2 separate regions of the Sus scrofa genome follow, and region 2 is linked to region 1. A link is a contact called in public targeted proximity ligation data. All regions are on one chromosome and are shown on one strand. The core of a region is the stretch at or near the end of the contact, and the rest is flanking DNA. Distances in the headings are between cores, read along the strand shown.

Region 1 (5,897 bases), core at 1,788-4,287:
ATTCCCCAAACCACTCATTTTCTTGGTAGCACACAACCACTGGAAAGGAATCTGCCACAGCCGTTTCCCTCTCCTGTTACTGCACAGCTTGCTTAAGATCCAGTGTTGCTGGGAACTAGCAGGGCTGGGGACAGAGCACCTTTGCAAAGACAGGGGACAGGCAACTCCCCCCAAAATAATCAGGATGCTTTATTAAAGTACTGAAAAACCGGTTGCAGTGTGGTCAACCTTTGCCTCCCCAGTGATCACACAACAGTCAGTGGGGGAAGACTAGAAACCATTGTCTACTTCACAAAGGAATAATTTTAAAAACGTTTTGAACTCTATGATAAAGTCCTGAGAACCTGCTATTCATGATCTTGAGTAGGCTTTTGTTTTTACCTTGAAACTTAAGCATCTACGAGTCAAATTTGTGCTTCATTTGTAGAAGTCTATGAGCTTATATTCGATCCATTCCTGAAACCATTTACATCTTTACCCTAGTGTTTTTTTTTTTTTTTGTTTTTGTTTTTTTTCTGTATGCCTACTTCTAAGTTATGTTCTGTCCCTATATTTTATATATGCTCCCAAGCTGCTTCGAATCCTTTTTTGCAACAAAGCAATGTATAAATAAATAGATACATGTATCATTTCCTAGGATTCTTTTCTTAATTTTAATATTCTATTGTTCTCATTCAGAAAACTGGATATTCAAGTGAACAGAACAGGTTCTCTTAAGTTCAGATACAATATCAGAGTCACCTTGTCTTGATTGATACTAACTCAAAACACAGAGTTGCTTTTTAAATCTCTTACTTAAATTCACGTGCAGAGGAAAGCAAAACCATCAAAGTTAGAGGAATGGTAATTATTTCCCTGGAGAACAATAATTTTGCAATAAATTTCAAAAACAGCACAATTTAGCAAATTAAGCTTAGAGCCAAGGATATTAAATAGAGCTAACTTTGTAGAAATAAATTCTGATTCCACAGGCTTCAAACATTACTTTAAATATGTTCATTCTGAAAAAAAGCTAGTGAAGGGGGCCTTAAGGTTTTGGTTTGGGATGCTGGGTTTTGTTTTTAAAGACTAGAGGAGTGAAACCATTTTCACACCAGGCGGGAAAGCAGGTATTGCTTTCCTCTGCATGTGAATATATGTCTGTATGTGCCCTTTATTTTGATATTACTAGACTGCTGAGTAAGCAATATTGATAGCAATGTCCCTTCAAAGGAAACTTGTACTTTGCAGCCATGCTTCTGTGCCTTGGCAACTCCACATGGAAACAGTATTTCTTTGATCCTATATTTAATACTGATATTGTTTATGTTTAAATGTTTAAAATAACTCTTTAAAGCCACATGCCCTATAGTTAATAATAAAAACACATTCTCACCTTTTAGAAGAGTTTACAAGAAATCTCCGGCTACCTCCTGCAGACATATACTAACTAAGCTACATCTGACAGAACTTGAATTGAGTGATAATTTGTTATAAAGACCTTCCCTTTTAACTCTTTCCTCGATGTATGTGTTCTGGCCCACTGCATTGCTACCTAGACTTTCTTTTTTTTCTTGGACCAGTCTTTGCTGAAGAGAATCAAAGCATTGATCTTTTTTTTTTTTTAAGGAAAAAATAAAAATGACATGCAACAGACAACACACATATATCTATCATTTCCCCATCTATCTATTCATCCATCCAACAGATACTGTGTTTTTCTTGCTTTCATCCAAGAACAGTTCACAAACGTAAAGACCTAAATTGAGCCTATCTTGCTTGAGTTAGAAGCATTTCTCCCAAAGTGCTGATGCTGATCTATTGTCAGACCACACTGCCCTCTCTCATTAATATTAACCATTTCCTCTAAAGGGTCTCACTCTTTGACTCACTCTGTTTTAAGGAGCCGTTATTTTTACAGTGGTTGCTAAGTCACCATCAAAGAATTCTAAGATCTTTGAAGCACGAACATAGTGGAAATAGACATTATCAGTTCCTTGGTCTTTGCAGGTAGTGTGAAATAATTTTGGAAAGATGTGGAGAAATTGTAGTTGGGTCCATCCATCTAAGCTGAAGTGCATTCTACCCTAGAAATTAAATGCATTTTACTGATGAATTAGCCACAGTGTTATCAATGTTGCTCTGGTACAGTACAGATCAGTACTGCTGAAGCCTGTCTAAATGACTAACTATATTTGTGTGTGTATATGTATGTGTGTCTGTGTGTGTTGAAAACACATGTTCTAATGATAGCTAAAATATTTTTGTAGAAGAAAACTGAAACTATATGTGGCTACCTCAACATAATTAAGTGGAGAATTTAAGTTTCTTCCTGAACTATTTACTGGTATTAAGGCTAGTTGGCTGCTAGATAAAGATAATAGGCTAGCTGGCTTACTGTCTAGTTTTTGCTTTGTTTTGTTTTTTGATGAAATCGAAAAGGTGACTGCATAGCTTAGTAATTGGAGATGAACTATTCATAACAGTGTCTGGTCAAATGCTTTCCTTCTGATGAATCAACAAATCTAGCCTAACCTTGGCTTCCAAACCCCAAATCACTCCAAACTTGCTCCTACAATGCCACGTGCGGCAAATCTGTGATCGTGCCAAACCACCTGAAAAGAATTATTTTCCTTGCACACACACACACACACACACACACACAAAATGTCAGTTCTTTAAAGTTCAGATCGTAGAGGTTTTGAATAATTAAAACCTTTTCTACACCTCGGTAGCACTCCCAAAGGTTAAATACGTTTCAGTTCTTGCGTCTTCAGGATAATTATGGGAAAGTGAATGAGTTCCTTCTCTGAAAAGACATGGAAACCAAGTACTTATTTGTGCCTGCAAATCCTTTTGGGTAAAGAACCAGCAAGATAATAAATTGTTTTGCTAAAAACAGGAAGTTTGGCAAAGATGCAAAAGTACAGCTAAACTTTGGCCAGGCAACCCAAAACATTGTGTTCTTCTTTGAAAGTATTTCCAGCAAGAAAAAATAGTGGAGTGCCTTGAATACATAGTTTAAGAAACACTGAAGGCATCTGGCAACATGAACTGCTTGCCAAGCTTGTGGTTGTGCTGTGTTTGCTGATGGGAAGATGTGCCAGTTTTCAATGACTTATGTCATGCACAGCTGGAAACCCACGCATAAATAAGACCTTGAATGTGGTCAAGTCCAAAAAGATTCGAGAAAATATCCCTCCTTTTCGCTTCCTTCATCCAAACTATAGAAAATGTTAAATAAAAGGAAAGGAAATTCTTGGAGTTTGGACAGAAAAAAGCCAACTTCACATTTCTCAGGGAAATCTGTTTCAAGGCAGGAGCATTCAATAGGTGGAGACATTCTGGAAGTTGGTAGGTTTTGTTTGTTTGTTTGTTTGTTTGTTTGCTCGCCTTCCCCTTCCTCAGATTCTTCATACTCCTGCTCACCTGCTTTATTAATATGATTGTGATTATGTGGCATCTGTTTTAGACAGAACTGATAGGACTGTAATTTCCACTTTAGTCCATCAGTCTGGAAAGACTTCAAGATGTGGGCCAGAAAAAATTTAAAAAAACCAAACAAACCCTGCTTCCACCAGTTGGAGCAGCAGGGACCCTGGGATGCCTGGATTCAAAGGGAACGTGCTCCCCAGCTGGGGCTGGCGGGGCCCCTTTCATCTGGCACCGGCCACAGGACCCCCTTTTGTCCTCCTTCTACACTGGGTGATTTGGCTTGTGGTTTTGATGTTAGGATTCAGGGAGAGAAACTCCCAGATTACCACTTATTTGGGACTGGAGGCAATGGTCCAGCTCCCTTAGCTTCTTATTTGAGCAGTGGGAGCGGGAGGCACTGCGACCCCTAAGGTTCAGTGAAGACAGTCAGCTCCTCAGGCTCCCATGTTGGGGACACCTGTGCCAGGGAAGCAGGTGTCAACATGGAGGGAAGTCACCCCTTCCTTTTCTCCTGTGGCTGGGCTTTCTCTGGTCACTATTCTCACTCTTCTTCCTCTATGTGGGTTGGTTTTACCTTCAAGGCACCTCTTGATTTTAACTGCAAACTGTTTCCTCTTGGGGGGAATACTGAGGCGGCCAGCAGCCTGGTATAGCCCATGGAGCTAACATAGGGGGCTGGTATAGCCCATGGAGCCAAAATATGCAGCTGGTGACCAAGACGATTCTGCTTCTGTAAACTGATTTATTCATCGGTGGATGAGTCATTGTCATGCTCCCTACCTCCAGCATATGTTCCACAAAGACAGGCAGAGAAGAGGAAGTAGGGGAACGTAAGCAAGGCAGGGACTGCAAGCCTGGCATTGATCCCTATGGGTCCAAAACAAATGTTGGCTGCTGTGGAGATGGAGAGAGCCCACCCAGTGACTCCTCCACCCAGGAGGCGGGTGGAAATGCCTTTGGTTTTCTCAGCATGAATTTGTTCTTTTTAGGGAACAAAAGGCTACCAGCTCTGAGGCTGGTCTCTGAAAAATAAATAAATAAATATATAGGCTTTAGGTGTGGACTGGATGATTGTATGTTTATTTTAGAGAGATTCTGAAGAGAGATGAAGAAATAAATAAGAATACCCTGTAATTTACCACTTAGAAGTAACCATTATTTGCATGATGACATAATTCTTTGCAGTCTTTTTTTTCTCTGATTTTGTTTGAGATTATTAAATAATTGGGACACTGTTACACACTGTAAACATTCACCAAATATTATTTTTAAACAGTGTCCACTTCATTAAGTGTAATTTTTTAAACTCCTTAAATATTATTTTAAAAGGTTTCAGAACATTCCATTACATGTATATTCTTTTTTTTTTCTTCACTTTTTAGGGCCACACCCATGGCATATAGATGTTCCCAGGCTAGGGGTCGAATTGGAGGTACAGCTGCTGGCCTACACCACAGCTACAGCAACATGGGATCTGAACCCATCTGCTACCTACACCACAACTCACGGCAACAATGGCTCTCCGACCCACTGAGCCAGGCCAGGAATCAAACCCACATCCTCATGGTTATACTATGAGGTTATACAAATACTAGTTGGATTTGTTTCTGCAGCACCACAACGGGAACTCCTACATGTATACTCTTACTAGAGTTAAGGATTTACCTTTTTTAAAAACATCATGATGAGTATCTTTACCTTTGTATTTCCTCAGAGTAGAATTACTGGACTTTTAAAAAGTCTTTTTTGAGAACTCTTGAGAGGTAATGGTTATTCTTTGAAATTATGAGCTATTTGCTTTCCTTTGAAAGGGTAGAGGGAGTGATCTTACCGCACCATGAAGCGGGGAAGCTGGCCAGAGCAGACTGAGAGTTAAAGTGGCTTCTTGCAGAATTGGTGAGCCAGAGTCCCTGCTTCCCCTATAAACAAACAAACACACACTATATATACACTATCTATATCTATATACTATGTATCTATAAATGTATACATACACATGAATATATATCTATGGGGAGTGTGTATGTATGTATGTGCTTATGTGTCTACAGAACAAGGAGAGAGGGCAAGGGCACTCTGCCTCTCTCCCACCCGGCTCACCTTGGATGCTTCTGATCTCCAGCAGAAAGGGAGTGAGGCTGGGAGATGCAGGAACTGGCTTTGGGGCAGACTTAGTGATTGTGGGCATGAGGAACGCTACCTGGGAGAGCAGCGCAGAGGGCGGAGGAAACAGCCTTTCTCCCCACTTCTGCATGGAACCTGGCTCCACGCTGGCCCCTGGACAAGCAACAGCCTAGGCGGCTTCGGCAGGCAGCCCCTGCTTAGACTCGATTTTTCTTGGTTAGCATTGGCAACAGGAAAAACTGCGAAGCTTCCGTGGGTGGCTTTTAAGCAGAGTTCCCCAGAAGAGCAGTGGGAAGCGCAAAGAGCAGATACCCACAGTGATGCTTCTGGCAGGGGGGTTTGCGAACTCTTGCCAGATG
Region 2 (5,897 bases), core at 2,077-4,576, 220 kb after region 1:
TGCAGGAAGCTGAGGGACTTACTAAATCTTATGCTTTCCATTTTCTCCATGAAGTCAGATGCAGGGTCATCTGCTAAGATAAATGGGAAGATGGTTGGCTAGAACATGCAAAAACAGTGGAATTTCATCATAGCTGTCATGCAAAATAGAATAAAGAGAGAAAGAGCTGACTGGGAAAATAGAAAAGGGCTTCTAAGCACATCAAGATTGGAGACCTTGAATTTTTAGCAGCCCCGTCTACTCAGCAATCTGCTACAGGCAACAAAGTGGGTCAAGAACCCATAGTTGAGGGCTTTACTTGGCATATAAAATAAAAGGATAATCCACCCGAGGAGTTGAAAAGACTTTCAAAGAGTGGTTGAAAAGGGGCTCTGGAACCAGGATGAGTTGGGAAGAAAGTGAAGATGAGAGAAACCAGAGAGCTCGAGGGCTGGAAAATGCTAAGTGACCTGAATGACAGGGGCTCCGAGAGGCACCAAAAAGACAGGAAGACAAGGTTAGATTGTAGAATGGCACGGTTTCCTTGGCAAAGCAGTACTGGGTGACATGAACGTGTAGAGAACAGCTATAGGAGTAGATGGTTGAAGCCAAGTGGAAGCTAAAATTAGGAACTATGTGACTAAAGAACTGAGTGGCCAGGGTTATTAGGTCATTACATGGATGATATTTTCACCCTGGACAATGGAAAACCTTGACTAGGGATAGAGAAGATGATTAAAATGGCAGTGTCCTCAAAGATAAATAAATTATGATGCAGAAGGTGAAAAATTATAATAAAGAGAGGCAGAGGGCAAGCTAATTGGATTGTGTGAGTGGTGATTACATAGATATAACTGTGGCAAGGTCATAGTCTAAAAGGGAGCTTGAATGAGTCAAGGAGATGCTGATGGTACTTTCCAGACCAGAATCATATCATGTGGGGTGGTGGAAACTAGCTGCAGAAGAAACCATGTGTTCAACAGAAAGCCAGGTTTTTAGCTAAGAAGTAGAGGCCAGTTTGGAGAAGAGATGTGAAATGTACAAGAAAGAACTTATACCATAAGAAGGATTCTAGAGGCAAAGTGGAAAGGTTTGGTGCTGAAGATATATAAATGGAAAAGACACGGACTCTCTCTCCAAGGAACTCTGCATCCATTCATCACAAGCCATACTGGAGCAGCCTCCAAGCAATCTCCTCATGACATCACAGTAGATGCTGAGAGCATTAGGGAAGAATGCAGTTCACAGCCACTTCTTGAGCAAAGACATGAAGTGGTGGAGGCACCAACTTCATGAGTCTCCTGCAATCAGAGAAATCAGGTAGCACAACATGCTGCCAATTCTCTGTACATATGGAAAAGGAGGGGATAACCCACACCAGGTATCCCAGCTTCTGCTGTCACCAAATCCTTTTCTTTAAGGTGCCAACAATGGATCAATGAGCAAAGTGAAGAAGTACAAACGTCACCATCACATGAGTAACTGTGCTCTGCTCACGTGACTGCCTCCTCCACCAGAGGAAAAGCTCCTCAGATGTCCTCTTCTTCTGTACCTAATTGTATCTAGTACAGTGCTTGGTACACAGTACTCAATAAGCAGGGGTTGAGCTGAAATGAACAAGGAACATCTGTATGACAATTAATAATTGACCATGTAGCTCCATATTAATTATTGAAGGGTTATAACAACTTTGCAAAGCAATTATTCTCGTAGCTCTACTTTCTTGAATGCTCCCTACTAATCAAAATCAGTGTAACTATGTCTCTCACTTTACAGATTAGGGAAGTGAGGTTCAAAAGTTAAGAGATTTGCCTGGGTTATACAATTAGCTACTAGAAGCCTCCCAATCCTGGTCGGTTTCTGATATAAAATGTCGCCATCCACAACAAATTAATTCCTTCGTAGTCAGCGAGTGTGAGAAAGCATTAATGATTATAATATTAAGTATTACAACAGTATTTATAGTACAGTGATGATAACATATGAATTATTATTATTATTTTGTCTTTTTAGGGCCGTACCCGGGGCATATGGAAGTTCCCAGGCTAGCGGTTGAATCTGAGCTATAGCTGCTGGCCTACACCACAGCCACAGCAATGCCAGATCCGAGCCAGGTCTGCAACCCACACCACAGCTCATAGCAATGCTGGATACTTAACCCCCTGAGCAAGCTAAGGCTCGAACCTGTGTCCTCATGGATACTAGAAGGGTTCATTAACCACTGAGCCATGAGAGGAACTCATATATTATATTATTCCTATTATTATTACTATTTTTAGCTCCTCTGTCCTGAGTCAGGCCTTTACCATACAGTCTCTAACACAAGAACCTATAGGATATCTATCATTATTCCCATTTTATAAATGATGAAACTGAGAATCAGAGAGGTTAATTAATTTACCCAAGGTCACAGAGTAAGAAAGAGACATTGTCCAGCTCCAAACTAAAGTCTGTCTGTAGCCAAAGCTGGAGTCCTTTCTCCCATTCTCTTCTGCCTTACACAGCCCCAAAGTCAGCCCCAAAATGCTATCTTGCCTAAATCTTCATCTTAAATGTTCTGAAACTCTGAAAGCCAGAAAAAAAAAGTTTTGTAATATAAATCCTGAGAGTCACCATATTTATCAATTATTCATACTACTCATTACTTGGGGAATAAATAAGAAGGTGAACAGAAAACAGAAAGAAAAGATATTCATTCAACCTTTCACATTTTAGCACATTTCACCATGTGCTGCTCCCTGTTCTAATGACCGGGGGGATAAAGAAGGGAAGGAAACAGAGGAAATCTTGATCTTCATGGAACATCTATTCCAGCCAATCCCTGACCTCTGTGGTCCCTGCAGGGAAATCCCCTCCAGTCACTCAGAGATGTTCCCGCCTTTACAAATTATGCTCATGCTCTCAAGCCCCCAGGTCCAGGGAGAGGTAGGTCATTGGAATCAGAACCTGCACAGAACTGTCTAGGGGCTGGATTTTTATAAGGCTTAGGAAATTGTACCCACACAGCCGCTTGAGAGAATTTGCAGCCATCACTCCCATCAGAGGAGTGTGCACATGTGAAGAAAGCAGATGGTGAGCAAGCCTCAGAACACCGAGGCTGAACCACACATGCTCACAAGATCCACTGATCTCCCAACCTCAGCTTCAAGTTTACAGTGTGCTGAATTAAAGGGTTATGTTGAGATGTGCCTTTCAACCTCAGTCATCAGGAAGGCTGTGTTTCCTTTTAAAAGGCTTTTGTAACCCTGCCCACCCCTCCTCCCACAAGGGCAGTCATCCTCACTGCCAAGCCTATTTTTATGGTTCGTCTCCAAAACAAGTGCAAAATAGTGTTGGCCTCCAATGAGCCCTCCCTCTCACTGGCCATTGGGACACCATCTGCAAGTTGAGTGGGAACAGTAAACACTGCAGGTTAAGTAACTCATTACTAATATTTTCCTTGAGCTCTGAAACTTTTTAAACAAACAACAACAACAATTGTATCATAATAACCTTCCAGAGGTTAACAGCCGGCAGGTGGTCCAGCTCAGCGAAATGAAAACCAGACAGCTGTTTGATTATAAACTGTTGACTCTCATGGAGATCTGGGGAAAACTTCTTGCCGAAAAAGGGTCTTCTCTTAAAAATCCCTAATGAAACAACACATAAATGTCAAAATGACAAAAATAAGGAAGTGTGTCATAGACTAAGCATTTTAATGTCTTTTCTGGCTTCCTCCAGAGTGTACTCTGGATCTAGCCACATTTAATGGCACAGATTCTTAAAGAGGTGGTGCACAGCATGAATTTTTATGACCCAAATAAAACTTGGAGAGGGTCACTTTCTCTGCCATAGTCACTGTCCTCAACAGATGTGTGGGAGGCTCACATTTCAAATCAGCAACTGTCCCAGCATTTTACCTGGACCCAGAGGCTACACAGAGTGCACATGTGAAGATGTAAGAAAACCCTGAGGTGAGGAGCATTACCCTGTCTGTCTCCAAGCCATTAAGACATTGCAAGGATTCCCCTGGGAAGCCTTGGCAAAGCTAGAGAAAATTCCAAGGGCTGATAAAATGGTTCGAGAATGGTGGATGAAAAGTTTCTAATAAAAACCTTATATTAGCACCATACGGCCCCACAGATTGATGGCTTTAACAGTCTTTTTTCCTTGATGATGAAATGACACGCAGGAAAATTACTCTCTAAATCAGTATTTAATTACTGGTGTATTATATTACAATCAGGAACATTTCAGAACGTTCAGCAAACAAAGTTCAACCTTTTTATACTGAAATCTGCAGCAAGTGGTGAAATGCAAAAATCCTAGGATTCCAAGGAAAAAGAAGCTATGCAATGATAATGACCGGGGTTTTTTTGGAAAAGGAACAAAAATGAAAAGGGTGCAAAAGAACATTTCACTGCTCCTAGTTTAGTTGCAATAATTTAATAGAAAGGTAAGATCACAGAGTGTGAAAAAAAGCAGTTTTTTGGTTTGACCCATGTTTGATGGAGTGTTCTGACATGACCGTATAAGCAAAAGGTGGCAATGAGCCACATCCCCAGAAATAGAATGGAGGGAAGGGAATAGGAAGAAAGAAAGAGAGAGAGAGAAAGGAAGGAAAGAAGGAAGGAAGGGGAAGGGATGAGGGGAGGGGAGGGAAGGGAAAGAAGAGTCCAAGACAGCAGACCCTTGATACTTTTGTTAGATATTTTTTTGTTAGTTCGTAGAAAGAGGAATATTGAGGGCATTATGCGTCTTTCTGATAAAACAGAGTGTAAAACTCTATTTTGAGGGCTTTTCATATCATCTTAGAGACAGACTATGGCTGCTTCTCAATTACTGGAGGCTCTGAAGATGAGACAAATGTAACTTAATAAATATTTATTGAGGGTCAATATATAATACGCACTCTGCTAGGGAATGTGGAGCTACAAAAATCAAGGCAGTTTTGACCTCGAAGTGCTTTCAATCCTCAAAGGGAAAAAAATGCATGAATAACTAACTAGAAAATAAAACATAAAAGCATGAAGACTATCTCTACTTCATTATCATGTTTGTTATATTTATATTTATTATTTATTTACGGAGCTTCCAGTAATGCTACTTGGGGGAAAGAGCCTTTGAACTTGACCTGAAAGTTTGAGGATTTCCAATAATGAAGGTTAATTCCAGATTAAGCGAAGAAGCATAACGTAAGTACAGATAATGAAAACTAGTACCAAATTTACCTAGTTACTATACTTTTCTTTATATGTTGCTCCTATTCATTTTAAAACTAAATATAAGGAGTGCCTATATACATGTTTTTATTTGTATAATAAAACTCCTTATTATTTTTAAAAAAACAATGTACCCTACAACAAGTAAGCTACAGAAGATATGTCTCAGCTAGCTGGAATTATTGATAACATAGCTATAACTCAACCTTAACACAGTATGCCCAGCACCTTCTGTCCCATGCATGAGCAACATCAATGAACAGTTCAGGCCTTCAAGCCTCACTGATATGCAAAGGTGAGATTTGCATGTTTTGTCACCCCCTCTCAGTCCCTCCTCATAGTGTCTGGGCAGCAGCAAGCCTCCATTCTGCTCTGCTCCTTTTTGCTTGTTTATTTTGACTTTTCTTTTCCACCCCTACTGCTTCTAGCTTCTCCCACCAAAGAGCTTACATCACATTCTATCAGGGCCATGCTCCTGTTGATAATCATAATTCTTGAGATTAAAAAGACTGTATTTAATGTAAGGATAACTTGATCCCCTTGCTGTACAGTGGGAAAATAAAATAAAATAAAATAAAATAGAAAAGGCTGTATTTAGGAGTTCCCTGGCAGCCTAGTGGTTAAGGATTTAAGTGTTGTCACTGCTATGGCTCAGGTTCGACCCCTGGCCCAGCAACTTCTGTGCGCCATGGGCACAGCCAAAAAAAAAAAAAGAAG

The links.
Region 2: a contact with region 1 is called in a targeted proximity ligation map of skeletal muscle, with 4 times the contacts expected there. A contact is called at or near these places in 1 of 47 Hi-C or Micro-C datasets (psoas muscle) and 1 of 2 datasets of targeted methods (skeletal muscle).

The regions. Positions count from the first base shown.
Region 1 is chr3:75,812,499-75,818,395 of Sscrofa11.1, forward strand. No RefSeq gene overlaps it. Among named protein-coding and RNA genes, the nearest start is that of MEIS1, 190 kb to the left of the region's middle.
Region 2 is chr3:76,034,330-76,040,226 of Sscrofa11.1, forward strand. No RefSeq gene overlaps it. Among named protein-coding and RNA genes, the nearest start is that of MEIS1, 410 kb to the left of the region's middle.